Regions from separate parts of the Pan troglodytes genome. Here all the other regions are linked to region 2. The links are chromatin contacts, called in public Hi-C maps. All regions are on one chromosome and are shown on one strand. Each heading gives the region's core, a stretch centred on a gene start, on an enhancer-like site or on the middle of the called end of the contact. The rest is flanking DNA. Distances are from core to core; before and after follow the strand shown. Region 1 has its middle 34 kb from the start of RBFOX2. Region 2 overlaps RBFOX2 (RNA binding fox-1 homolog 2). Region 3 has its middle 30 kb from the start of APOL3.

What was found. A called contact is a pair of places that touch in the nucleus more often than the background predicts.
Region 1: a Hi-C map of stem cell-derived neural progenitor cells shows a contact between it and region 2, with 3 times the contacts expected there. The contact joins two enhancer-like sites. A contact is called at or near these places in 1 of 7 Hi-C or Micro-C datasets (stem cell-derived neural progenitor cells) and 1 of 1 datasets of contacts at active chromatin or transcription factors (stem cell-derived excitatory neurons).
Region 3: a Hi-C map of stem cell-derived neural progenitor cells shows a contact between it and region 2, with 4 times the contacts expected there. The contact joins two enhancer-like sites. A contact is called at or near these places in 4 of 7 Hi-C or Micro-C datasets (blood, induced pluripotent stem cells and stem cell-derived neural progenitor cells) and 1 of 1 other capture datasets (stem cell-derived neural stem cells).

Annotation. Positions count from the first base shown.
Region 1 is chr23:38,159,509-38,163,564 of NHGRI_mPanTro3-v2.0_pri, forward strand. No RefSeq gene overlaps it. Among named protein-coding and RNA genes, the nearest start is that of RBFOX2, 34 kb to the left of the region's middle. Within about 2 kb of position 2,548, at least 22 of the 24 cell types and tissues checked have an H3K27ac peak or open chromatin away from gene starts, as enhancers often do. A contact at or near this core is called in stem cell-derived neural progenitor cells, where this site is marked.
Region 2 is chr23:38,019,052-38,023,229 of NHGRI_mPanTro3-v2.0_pri, forward strand. The region is part of intron 2 of RBFOX2 (RNA binding fox-1 homolog 2); the gene reads right to left. It also overlaps the pseudogene LOC129138400. Among named protein-coding and RNA genes, the nearest start is that of RBFOX2, 110 kb to the right of the region's middle. Within about 2 kb of position 1,675, at least 2 of the 24 cell types and tissues checked have an H3K27ac peak or open chromatin away from gene starts, as enhancers often do. A contact at or near this core is called in stem cell-derived neural progenitor cells, where this site is marked.
Region 3 is chr23:38,206,265-38,210,453 of NHGRI_mPanTro3-v2.0_pri, forward strand. No RefSeq gene overlaps it. Among named protein-coding and RNA genes, the nearest start is that of APOL3, 30 kb to the right of the region's middle. Within about 2 kb of position 1,262, at least 11 of the 24 cell types and tissues checked have an H3K27ac peak or open chromatin away from gene starts, as enhancers often do. A contact at or near this core is called in stem cell-derived neural progenitor cells, where this site is marked.

The DNA.
Region 1 (4,056 bases), core at 1,298-3,797, 140 kb after region 2:
TACTCCAGCCTGGGTGATAGAGCAAGATCCTGTCTCCAGAAGAAAAAAAAAAAAGGCAATGGGATTGGGAATAGGAGAGGAGAGTATTTTTGCAAGGAACATTCTATAAGTAGAAATGACAGGACATGTTGGCTATCTGCCCACACTCACCCACCCATTGCTCCTCCCCATAGCAGTATCACTTTCATCTAAATTCCTTATAGTCTTGGCTGTCCTCTCTAATGGGCTTCAAGCTTAATGTGTCCCAAAATGGATTCTTGATTTCTCTCAATCTAAACTTATTCCTAGAGTCTTCCTCATCTAACAAATAAATACATATATAACAACTCCATTCTTCCAGTTGCTTAGGCCAAAAACAATGAAGGCATTAAATCCAGCAGCAAATCCTGTTAGCCCCATCTTTTTTCTTTCTTTCTTTCTTCCTTTTTGAGACGGAGTCTCGCTCTGTTGCTCAGGCTGGAGTGCAATGGCATGATCTTGGCTCAGTGCAACTCTGCCTCCCTGGTTGAAGCAATTCTCCTGCCTCAGCCTCCTGGGTAGCTGGGACTACAGGCATGTGCCACCACACCCGGCTAATTTTTGTGTTTTTATTAGAGATGGGGTTTTGCCGTGTTGGCCAGGCTGCTCTCGAACTTCTGAACTCAAGGGATCCACCAACCTCGGCCTTTCAAAGTGCTGGGATTAAAGGCATGAGCCACCATGCCTGGCCACCTCCATCTTTAAAATGTTCCCATAATCCAACCACTTCTCACCATCCTTGACTACCTCTCTGACCTCATCTACCGCCCTCTCCCTTGCTCCCTCTCCTCCAGTCATGCTGTCCTTGACTATGCTAAGCACACTCCTACCTCAGGGCCATTGCACTGGCTGTTCCCCCTGCCTGGATTGCTCTTCCTTCCAGATATCAACACTGATTACTCTCCTACTTGCTTCAGATCTTTGCTCAACTGTCTCCTTATCAGAGAGGGCTTCCCTGAACCCATGTACACATTTCCTATTTGCATCTCTCTTTATCCTGCTTTACTCTTCTGGTTAGCCCTCATCACAACCTGATGTGTTACGGATTTATTTTCACTTGTTTGTATATTTTATGTTCCCCTCCAGTAGCATGTAAGCTCTATAAGAATAGAGACGCTTAGTTTGTATTCCTCAATACCTAGAACGAGCCCTAGCCCAGAGCAGATACTCAACATTTATTTTGAACCAATGGATGAATAATTTGACATTTACATACGTTTTTGTTTGAAAAAAGTTGAATACCACTAATCTTTGGACAAGACGATGGGAGCCTGACATAATCCCTGATGGCACCTGATACAATAGTTAACATGTACTGCCTTAGGTGTTTTTTAAGGTATTCTCTTATTCTTTCTCTTTCCAGCAACCTAGGACGCAGATGCCATTATCCCCATTTTACAGAAGAGGAAATTGAGGCAAAGAGAGATTACATAACTTGCCCAAGATCACACATTAGTTAGCATCAGAGCAAGAGTTTGCACCAAAGCAGCTTGGCCCTATAGTCCACATTCTCTCTCTCCTTTTTTTTTTTTTGGAGATGGAGTTTCGCTCTTGTCACCCAGGCTGGAGTGCAATGGCTTGATCTTGGCTCACTACAACCTCAGTCTCCCAGGTTCAAGCAATTCTCCTGCCTCAGCCTCCCGAGTAGCTGGGATTACAGGCGTGTGCCACCACATCTGGCTGATTTTTATATTATTAGTAGAGACGGGGTTTTGCCATGTTAGCCAGGCTGGTCTCGAAATCCTCAGGTGATCCACCCACCCTGGCCTCCCAAAGTGCTGGGATTACAGGTGTGAACCACCACACCTGGCCTAGTCCACATTCTTAACCACTCTGCCATGATACTTGGATCTGGAAGTACTCTAAACATCTAGTATAAAGGGGTTGGACCGTGATCTCTAAGATGCTTCCAGTTCTATGGGTCTGTGAGCTTGAGATTCTACTACTTAGAATATTCATTGATTATTGACTTAATTAGTTAGCTAATTCATTTCTTCAACACATATTTATTAGCTATTCACTACATGCTAGGTTCTGTGCTAGGCACTTCCCATATATTTTCTTTAATCCTGAGAAGTAGGAATTATGATGCTTATCTTACAGATGAGGAATCTGAGGCTTATAGAACTTAAGAATTTATCCAGGGTCCAGTTATTAGCAGGAACAAGATTCGAGTCCCGGTCTCAAGTCTGCTTTTTTCCAAAACTCAAGCTCCTTCCCTGACCCTCGCCTGCTTCTCTTCCAGCTTGCAGGGAGCCTTGGGGCCCTACGTGCGTGAAGTTCCAATGAACCCACGGAGAGGCCTGTAGGGGCAGGGGACAGGGGGTGCCTCTTCACCTCTGAGGCAGGATTTCAGAGTCTGAGAGCACCAGTTTGGTCCAGAAACCCTGGCTGGGACGTTAGTAAAGGGGCAAGAATTCACAAACCCTCACGAGGTGTCACTTTTTGTCCTGATCCTCTCCTTTCCCTCCAGCCTGCTGTGGCCAGCGTCAACCACTGCGACATATAACATGCCACATCAGCAGACAGGCCAGGCTGGGATCCCAGATAATTTGACAGCAGGGGCCTTTCACCATCGGACTTCTTTCCAGTCAGGCAGCACTGAGACTAATTAAAGCTCCCTCTGGGGCATCAGGGAGAAGGGAGGAGACAGGCACGACCAAATCTAAAGACATACTCGTCCGGGAATCAAGCGAGGGAGGCGGAGGTAGAAGCCTGGCTCGGAGGAGCTCACAGCGGGTCCTGCAGGCAGAACGCGGTCACGTGACTGATGTCCCTCCGGCTGGCAGCGCAAATGGAGTCACAGCCCTAGCAATACCCCGGATTGCAAACTCTCGAGGTCTCCGCCCATTTCATGGCAGGAAATCAGTGTTTTCCAAGAACGCCCAGTGGCGCGGGCACCGGCCTGAGTCCCGCCGCCCACTGCTCTCGAGCGGCCGGAGCAGCAGCTCCGTGGCGCCCCCTGGAGGCCGCCCCTGCTGGCGCCGTCCCCCGGGTGTCAATAGACCGTGGCGCGCCTCCCTCTCGGTTGAGAGCTGTGGGAGCCCAGGACGTGCCTATTAAAGGTATCTTTTGAAGTGAGAGGGACAAGAAAAGGCCTTCCCTTTATGTAACTCTCTGTTCCCCAGCAAAGTTGCCAGGGTCCCCAACAATCGTAGTTTCTCCTTCACAGGAGGTTCCCCTGACGTCCTCTAGAGGGCGCGCGCGCACGGCCAGGGCGATTTCGGGGTCCGCAGCCCACGTGCTGCGCGGTCTCTTCTCCAGGCCACCCCGCTTGTCTAGCTATGCGCAGGGGGCAGGGAAAGATCTCCCTGTAAGATCTCCCTTACATGTGGATATCTGAGAGCAGAGATCTCGATGACCCCGGAAGACCCCTACACCCGGAGTGGAGCGGGAGCAGGATGAGAGAATATTGACTGAGCCCTGCCAGCCACTGTTCTAAGCGCTTTTTCCCTGTTCCTGCCGATTTGTTCCTCACAACAACCATAGGAAGTGGAGACTATGATTATCCCCGTTGCACAGTAAGGAAACTGAGGCAAAGGGAGGTTAGGTAACTTGGCGATGTCTCCCTGCTAGGGATAGCAGAATGGGATAGAAACGCAGGCCACCCGGCTTGGCGCGGTGGCTCACGCCTTTAATCCCAGCACTTAGGGAGGCTGAGGTGGGCGGGTTACCTGAGGTCAGGAGTTCGAGACCAGCCTGGCCAACATGGCGAAACCCTATCTCTACTAAAAATACAAAAATTAGTCGTGGTGGGCACCTGTAATCCCAGCTACTCAGGAGGCTGAGGCAGAAGAATCTCTTGAACCCAGGAGGCAGTGGTGGCAGTGAGCCGAGATCATCCCACTGCACTTCAGCCTGGGTGGCAGAACAAGACTCTGTCTCAAAAAAAAAAAAAAAAAGAAAGAAAGACAGGCCACCCAGTGGTGGTCCCTGTGCTCCTCCCCACCCCCGCACTGTGCTGGGCGGTGAGGACGCGGCTGGCCCAGGAGGTGGGGGTGTGGAGTGGGGCACATCAGAGATTTCAAATTGACCAAG
Region 2 (4,178 bases), core at 425-2,924:
CCTGGTCATGAAGGTCCTCAATAAATAATAACTGCTATTTATGGAAGTCTTATGCCCAGTTTTTCTCATGCTGTCATTCGGCAGCTCAGCCTCTATGTCAAAAAGCCAACAATAAAAGCAGGCTGTTGGCGCCATCAAATTGTTCACCATCAGTATTCCTATTTGTTCTAACCCATCTAACTCACAGATCCCAGTCTATTCCTGATACTTTGGCTTTTTTACTTCAATTTGTTTTCTTATTTCTGGGCTCACTTTAACCTCAAACATGTTTAGTATTGCCTTTCCAGTTCCATGTCCCCTTCTCAACCAAAATCTGCTTACTGCCTTAATTTTATACTTTAAGCCACTCTGGACAAATTGTTTACCCACAGTACCAAAGCACTCAGTATCCTATTCTTCCTAAAAGCATATCATGAAATCAAAACAAGACGGACTTTAGAAAGAATTATGATAAAAAAGCTTACAACCTTACAAGGTACTACTTGGCAGCCATGAAATGATGCAGCAGACATAGCTAATGGCATGAAACGATGTTTATAATACAGTAGGGCTGAGCTGGAGGCATTTTACAAAAGTTTACAGAATATGATTGACATCTGGTAAGGAATTTTAAAATGTGTATATATGCAAACAGAGTTACGCTGAAACAAGATAATCAACAACAAAACGTTAAGATAAAGTTAAATATATTAAGGCAGATTTTATTCTATTCTTTTGATCTGCTGTATATTCTAAATTTTCTTCAATGAATGCAAATTACTTTTGTTTTAAAAAAATATTTTAAGGACTTTTAAAAAAGAATTAATTTAAAGATTGCAATGCCTCTTAGCATTTTCTTACCAGCCACTATAGTATGGCTCAGGAGTCAGAAAAACCAGGGTTCAAATCCCTATTCTACCACTTATTATATGTACGACTTTGGCACATCACTTAATGCTTTTAAGGCTTGCTGTTCTCATGTGGAAAATGAAGAGGAAACTCCTAGCCAAGTACTTGGCACATAGTCTTCCATAAATACCAGTGCCCTTAACTCTTCCACTCCTTTACCCTATGACAGTGGTTCTCAAGTTGAGTGTGTATAAGAATTACCAAAGCATGTTAAAACAGATTACTGGACCCCATCCTCAGAGTTTCTGATTCAGTAAGTCTGGGGAAGAGGCAGAGACCATGAATAAAGGTAAGTTCCCAGGTGATGCTGATGCGGCTGGATTTGAAGCCACACTTTGAGGATACTGCTCTAGGCAATAAGACTTACAAAGTCTTCTTACAACATGTTATACAGGTATGAAGTGCTCTTTCACATCAAAAGTATTTCAGGAATACATGCTCACTGGATACTGAATTAAATTAGAAGCTAATACTGCACATCCACCCAAAAGGCCAACCTTACAACATGGGATAATTCACCCCAGCACATTGAGGGAATTGGTCTTCCACTTAAAGCAGTCAGCAAATAACAATTATTAACACTGCATTTAGAATATTCTGGTTCCAGCATGGGAGAAAACATGAGAATGCAGACACAGATCAGACAAATGAAGAGATGGACAAGAGAATCCACTGCAAGAAGTTCTGTGCCTGTCTGGTAAATTCATCTGGGGCAGAGGGGCAGATTCTGTTGTGTCACAGAACACTTGCTTTGCTCTGGGTGCCCTCTGTTGACAAAAACTGACATAGCCACTTCCTTCCCTCCCTTTTCTCCTCCCACCCTAGGGCCAAGAGTCCCTCTAGTGTGACTCAGACTTGAGGCAAGGTTTCCAGTTAGAAAATTTTCCTAAGCCCATATGTAGGCAAGACAGACCTTTCCTTCCTCCAGCTTTCCTAAGTCCCCTTCTCTGTGTGCTTGTATCTGCAGCTTATCTCCAAACAGGTTAATTGTTTCAGGACCATGGAACAAAAAGTGAACAGCATTTAGCATAATGATATGTGAAATTTAAATCACAATTGCATTTCATTTTAGAAATGGCTAGTATTCACACAGAGGGAATAAACTGAGTTTGTAAATAGTGTCAAATACAATGTGAAACTCTGTTGGTATTAAGAATACTGATAAGGCCGGGCATGGTGGCTCATGCCTGTAATCCCAGCACTTTGGGAGGCCATCGTGGGCAGATCACGAGGTCAGGAGTTCGAGGCCAGCCTGACCAACATGGTGAAACCCCATCTCTACTAAAAATACAAAAATCAGCCGGGCATGGTGGCTAATTTTCCAGCTAGTCAGAAGGCTGAGGCAGAAGAATTGCTTGAACCTGGGAGGCAGAGGTTGCAGTCAGCCAAGATTGCGCCACTGCACTCCAGACTGGGTGACAGAGCTAGACTCCATTTAAAAAAAAAAAAAAAAAAAAACTAGACATGTCTAAATCAGGACTTTGGTCTATGGGCTACTTGTTTTTGTAGAACCCACACACAGACTACCAGCTAAGATAGCTTTTACATCTTGTAATGACTGAAAGAAAAAATCAAAAGAAAAACGACATTTCATGACATATAAAAATTATATGAAATTAAAATTTCAGTACCCACAAATAAAGTTTTACTAGAATAGAGCCACAATCTTTTGTTTACTATAATCTAAGCCTGCTTCCCTGCTACCGTGCCAGAGTTCCTGAGTAGCTCTAACAGAGACCATATGGCCCAGATGCTCTCAGATGCTTTACAGAAAGTTTGCCCCCTCCTGTTTTAAACTATTGATAAATGTGACACCTGAACCTTCAGTCAGGTATGAAGTGCTGGGTTTGAAGTCCTATGGCTCTGTCTTAGCAATGACTTCCCCCAACATTTAGTGTGAGTCCTGCACGTGGTGAGGGGTCAGCCTACACTGCCTAACACACTCCCCTTGCATCCACAGAAGCTGAAGGTACTGTGCTAGATTTCTGGCATGTTTTTTGGCTAATACTTATCAGCAATCCTATAAAAGCATCCCATCTTACAAATGAGGAAGTAAGCCTAAGGGAAGTTAAGTATCAGTCCAAACTGGAATTTGAACTCAGGTCTGTCTGACACCAGAGTTCTTTGATCATTCCTCACTGGTTTTCAAACTGTCTTCCAGTCAGCAGAGCCTTATGGGGGAAAGGGCTCCAGGCCTTTCATATCTTTTTTTTCTTTTTTCTTTTTCCTTTTATTTCCCCAACTTCTTACACTTCCATATTGTTTTAGAGATAGGGTCTTTTGTCGCCCAGGCTGGAGTGCACTGGCACAGTCAGCTCACTGAAGCCTCGAACTCCTAGGTTCAGGCCATCCTCTTGCCTCAGCCTCTAGAGTAGCTGAGACTACAGGTGCACACCACCACATCTGGCTAACTTCCAAATCTTTTCTAGGAGGACCATTCCATTTGCCTTTTAAATAAATTGTGGCCAAGGAATTGGTTTTTTTTAAAAAGCCAATTTTATGCCACTTATTACCACCCTTGGCAAATCTCTCAGGAAACTGCAAATCTTGATTTCCTCATCTGCCAATGGAGATTAAAACCCTTCCCCCCAACCCAAATAATAAAGACTCACTGGGGTCTTACCAAAGATCAAATGAGAATGGGTATGAAAGCAATACCCATTACAGGTATTACAGCAATACCTGTAAACTATACAGGACTATAGATATATAACACATAACTATCACCCCTTAGTAAATAGGGAAGCAAGTGGGGAACATAATGTTTGCTGCTGAGCAAAGAAAAATTAAGCATGCAAGTAAAATGCAAAAAAAAAAAATTCAAGTAAAAGTAAATAAATGCCCAGTGCAAATATCAACCCTGGAATTTAACACATTTATTTTAAAACCCAGATTCACTCATTAACAACTACATAGCCTTGGACAATGACTTAATCCCTTTGAGCCTTGGTTTCCTCACCTGCAAATGGGATTTAAAAACTACTTGCTTTATACAGTGCCTGCACATAGTCAGTATTCCACCTGTTAGCCCTCTTTTCATTAGGACACCCCCCGTCCCATGCCGAGACATGTGTTACTCTGAAATTAAGATAATGTATGGGGTCCCTGTACCAATAATAAAATACCAGAATTAAAGAGCTAAAAGTATCTTTATCTTAAACGATCCTGTGATCCACACGACACCACAAAGCTTGTGAGAGCACAGGCTAAAGACACACTAAGGGAACAAAGATCCTAATGTAGTAATAGGAGATACATGGGAAAAGTTCTACTAATTCAATAAGTATATT
Region 3 (4,189 bases), core at 12-2,511, 190 kb after region 2:
CTCCAGCCTGGGCTACTAGAGCGAAACTCTGTCTCAAAAAACAAAACAAAACTAAACAAAAAAACCAACCAAACAAACAAACAAAAACCACCAAAAAGCAAGCCCCCGATCTTAGTGGTTCACAACAGCAAAGGCTACTTCTTGCTCACGCTACATGTCCATCATGGGGCAGGTGCATCTCTGCTCTGGTTGTCTTCCCTCCTGGACTCAGTATCATGGAGCAACCACTTTCTGGAAGATTGCTGGTTGCCACAGTAGAGGAAAAGGGTCTTATATCAGCATTCATTGCTGTGGCTTAGAAACGACACATATTATTTCCATTCAAAACTCTTTTGTCCAGAACTGGTTACATATTCCCACCCAACCATAAGGAGACCAGGAAGAATAATCCCACCGTGCATCTGGAAAGGGGAAAAGCCAGACAAATGTGGCCAACAGCCCCAGTGACTACCACCACAGTGCTTTTGAAAACCACTGCCCAGAGCCAGACAGATGGAGGATCAGCATGGCGGTAGGAGGAAGGGAGAAGCCAGAGGGGAATGAGGAGGAGCCAGGGGTGCCTGGTATGGAGGGCCACCCATCCTTGGTCAATGTGCAGGGCTGGGGCCAGAGGAAGGCTGGGCGCCTTTCTCATCTGGACCCAGACCCAGACAGACCCCGGGGCCATTCCGTTCAGCAGGCAAACAAGCCAGTCCCGCTAGAATGTGGCAGTCACAGGCTTTCAACATGGAAGGTGGAGCTGCCTGGACGCTGTGTTTTTTTTCTGTTTGTTTTTTTGAGACGGAGTCTTGCTCTGTCACCCAGGCTGGAGTGCAGTGGCATGATCTGGGCTGATTGCGCCTCGGCAAAATCTCAGCTGACTTGCCTCCCGGGTTCAAGCGATTCTCCTGCTTCAGCCTCCCGAGTAGTTGAGATTACAGGCGCGCACCACCACGCCCGGCTAATTTCTGTATTTTTAGTAGAGACGGGGTTTCATCATGTTGGCCACGCTGGTCCTGACCTCAAGCGATCCGCCCGCCCGGGCCTCCCAAAGTGCTGGGATTACAGGAGTAAGCCACCGCGCCCGGCCAGACGCTGTTTTCCTGGCACTCCACTTCATGAGCAAAACTGTCACAGAGTCGTATTTCCCTGGCTCCACCCCTCCGGCGCTGCTGGATTCCTGAACCTATTCACTTCTTCTGAAGTGCTCTCAACTTGGCCTCCCTGGCTCCTTCCTGGTGCAGACATTTACTCTTCTGCTCCGGCTTTGTGCCTCTGTAAAACTGCTGACGTCACCAGCAGCAGCTCCGACCGCCTGTCCTCCAAGGTCCCGGGCTGCGGCTGCGCAGCGCCGACAGCACGATGCGTGTGCCGACAGCGCCACCTCCTGGCTCTGCCGAGGCTGTTGGCAACACGCAGGGCTCGCAGTGAGCCCGCTTTTCTACTGCAGCCCTCAAAATTCAGCACGAGGCTTGGCTGGGGGAGCTTGAGTGGCTGACACTGTGGTCTGGTTAGTTTCCATTCTGACCCATGCTAGCCTTCTTTCAGATTCTAGAACTCAGTTCTTCTCCGGACCTCCCTCCCAGCCACAAGTCTTTGAATATGCGGCCTGCAGCTGGGCTCCCCTCATCACCGCTCTTCTCCCCAACCTTCTTCATCCCCGATCTTCTCCCCAACCTTCTTCATCCCTTGGCCGATCTTGAAGACTTAGCTGAGGCAGGGCGCAATGGCTCACGCCTGTAATCCCAGCACTTTGGGAGGCCGAGGCGGGAGCATCACTTGAGGTCAGGAGTTTGAGACCAGTCTGGCCAACATGGTGGAACTTTGTCTCTACTAAAAATACAAAAATTAGCTGGGCGTGGTGGCGGGCACCTGTACTCCCAGCTATTGGGGAGGTTGAGGTAGGAGAATCGCTTGTACCCGGGAGGCAGAGGTTGCTGTGAGCCAGGATTGAGCCACTGCACTCCAGCCTGGGCAACAGAGCAAGATCCCATCTCAAAGAAAAAAAAAAGTCTTAGCTGAAACGTCACTTCCTCGACTCCTCAAATTTAGTCAAGCCCCCCTGCTATGAGATCTCTCCCCTTCTTGCTGGACGGGTTGGCAATGCTGGAGGATCTTGAAAGAGGAACACTCATGGGTCAAGAGCATTTCCTAACAGCGATCAGAGGTTTCAGAATCCTCATGAGCATCAGTGCCTCCTTGCTGGAACGCTGCTCACACACTTTGTGATCCTCAGAGGTGAGATGCAGGCCTATTAAACACGCTGGCCTTGGTGAGAAAGCCTCTGTGGGTTTCTTGTTTATCCCAATAAGCTGATTCAGGAAAGGAGACATCTGCTTCCTTCTCTGTTTGCCATGGAGGACTCACACCTTTCTTGTCCCCAGGACAGTGGACATCTGTTTGCCAATGCAGACCTCGTGCTCACTGGAGGCTGGAGAAGGCAGGCCCAAGAGACGTTCAAGGCATGACAGCTACCCAGGAGGCCTCTAGTGCCCCAAGAGCTGCTCATCAGCCCAATTTTCTTCCTAATATTATTTAAAAATTTAAAGAAATTCAGTGAAAGTGTAAGCATACAGGCATAGGTAGTAGGTAAACTAGGATTCACTCTTGCTGGGGGAATACCACCCAGGGTTTGAAAAGATACAGAAGGCAAAAGAAACTGCATTTAGTATAATAAAATACAATTAGGCAGAGCACGGTGGCTCATGCCTGTAATTCCAGCACTTTGGGAGGCCGAGGAAGGCGGATCACCTGAGCTCTGGAGTTTGAGACCAGCCTGGGCAACATGGTGAAACCCCATCTCTACAAACATACAAAAATTAGTGAGTCTTGGTGGTACATGCCAGTCATCCCAGTTATTTGCTGGGCTGGGCTGGGATGGGAGGACTGTTTGGGCTCAGGAGGTCAAGGCTGCAATGAGCTGTGTTCATGCCACTGCACTCCAGCCTGGGTGACAAAGCAAGACCATGCCTAGAAAAAATAAAAAAATTAGCAGCCTATAATTCCAAAGCAGAAAACCAGCTGGCTGGCTATGCACTAAATCTGACCAGCCATTGTGTGTAAGGTGTGTGTGTGCAAATGTGTGTTTGCATATATATCGTTTAAATAGTTACTTTATTTACCAACATTTACATTTAAGGAAATTTCACATCAAATAATCTATAATTCTAGAATCTTCTTAAACATGAGGTGGGCAACATGAGACCCCCACTTCTATCAGTATCCATCCTGACTGGACCCAAGTGGACAGCTTGAGTTTCCAGTTCAATCCAGTTCCTGCCTGGCCTCTGCTGGCCTCTGGGTTTGCAATCCCAACTCCCTACCACCGCCACTACTGCTGAGAGCATCCCCTCTACAGTACTCAGAACCTCACTGGATATACATTTCTTATCCTAAGAGTCACCCTACTATGTGAGGGTTCTGGGAGCAGCTTTGTTCCTGGGAATCTGCAGGCACCTTCCTGCCTTCCTGCTGTGGTCGCCAGGCACAAGGAAAGAAAGAAGGGGCTCGCTTATTACAGTAGGGAAAACATGCGATGAATTCTCTTCTAACCGCGGTGCAGAAATTCTCCTAATGAGTCCTGGGGTGAAATGCAGGCCTGGAAGCGAGGTGAGGCTCCTCCCCACCAGCATCTAAAAAGGCGGCTCCCTGGAGCCACAGGATTTTTCCCATCAGCCATGGGACCAGGGCAGCCCGCCAGCCTCCCCAGCTGCCAGACGCCGGTAGAGACCTGAGACAGAGGGCAGGTGAATGGAGCGGGAGAGGAGGAGAGAAGGGACACCAGATGGGGTCTGAGGAAGAAAGAAGGAAGAAAAAAAGATACCTTGATGGGGAAGGGGAAAGCTTTAATCTGCTTCTCAATCACGAAGTAGGTCTGCTTCTCAATCATGCAGTAGGGAGTGAAAAGCACGGGTGGGGCTTTTAAGGCTCAGGCACTCCACCCACCAGGACAATGCGGACCCCATGACTGCAGAGCCTGGCTCTGCAGGGAGCAGCTAGGGAGACACTAGTAAGGGAGGTGGGCAGGGGGCAGAGGCCCCTTTCCCCCACTGCTCCCACGGGGATGAGGAGGGGGCTTCCGAAAAGGCCCAGGTTAGGGGGCCTGCCTGCTCAGCTCACATCCCCCTGGTGTGACAGCGCCTTCTTTACTCTGTCCTCTAGCCATGACCAGTGTCTCAGAGGCCCCCTGGGACCCATCTGAGTCTCTCCC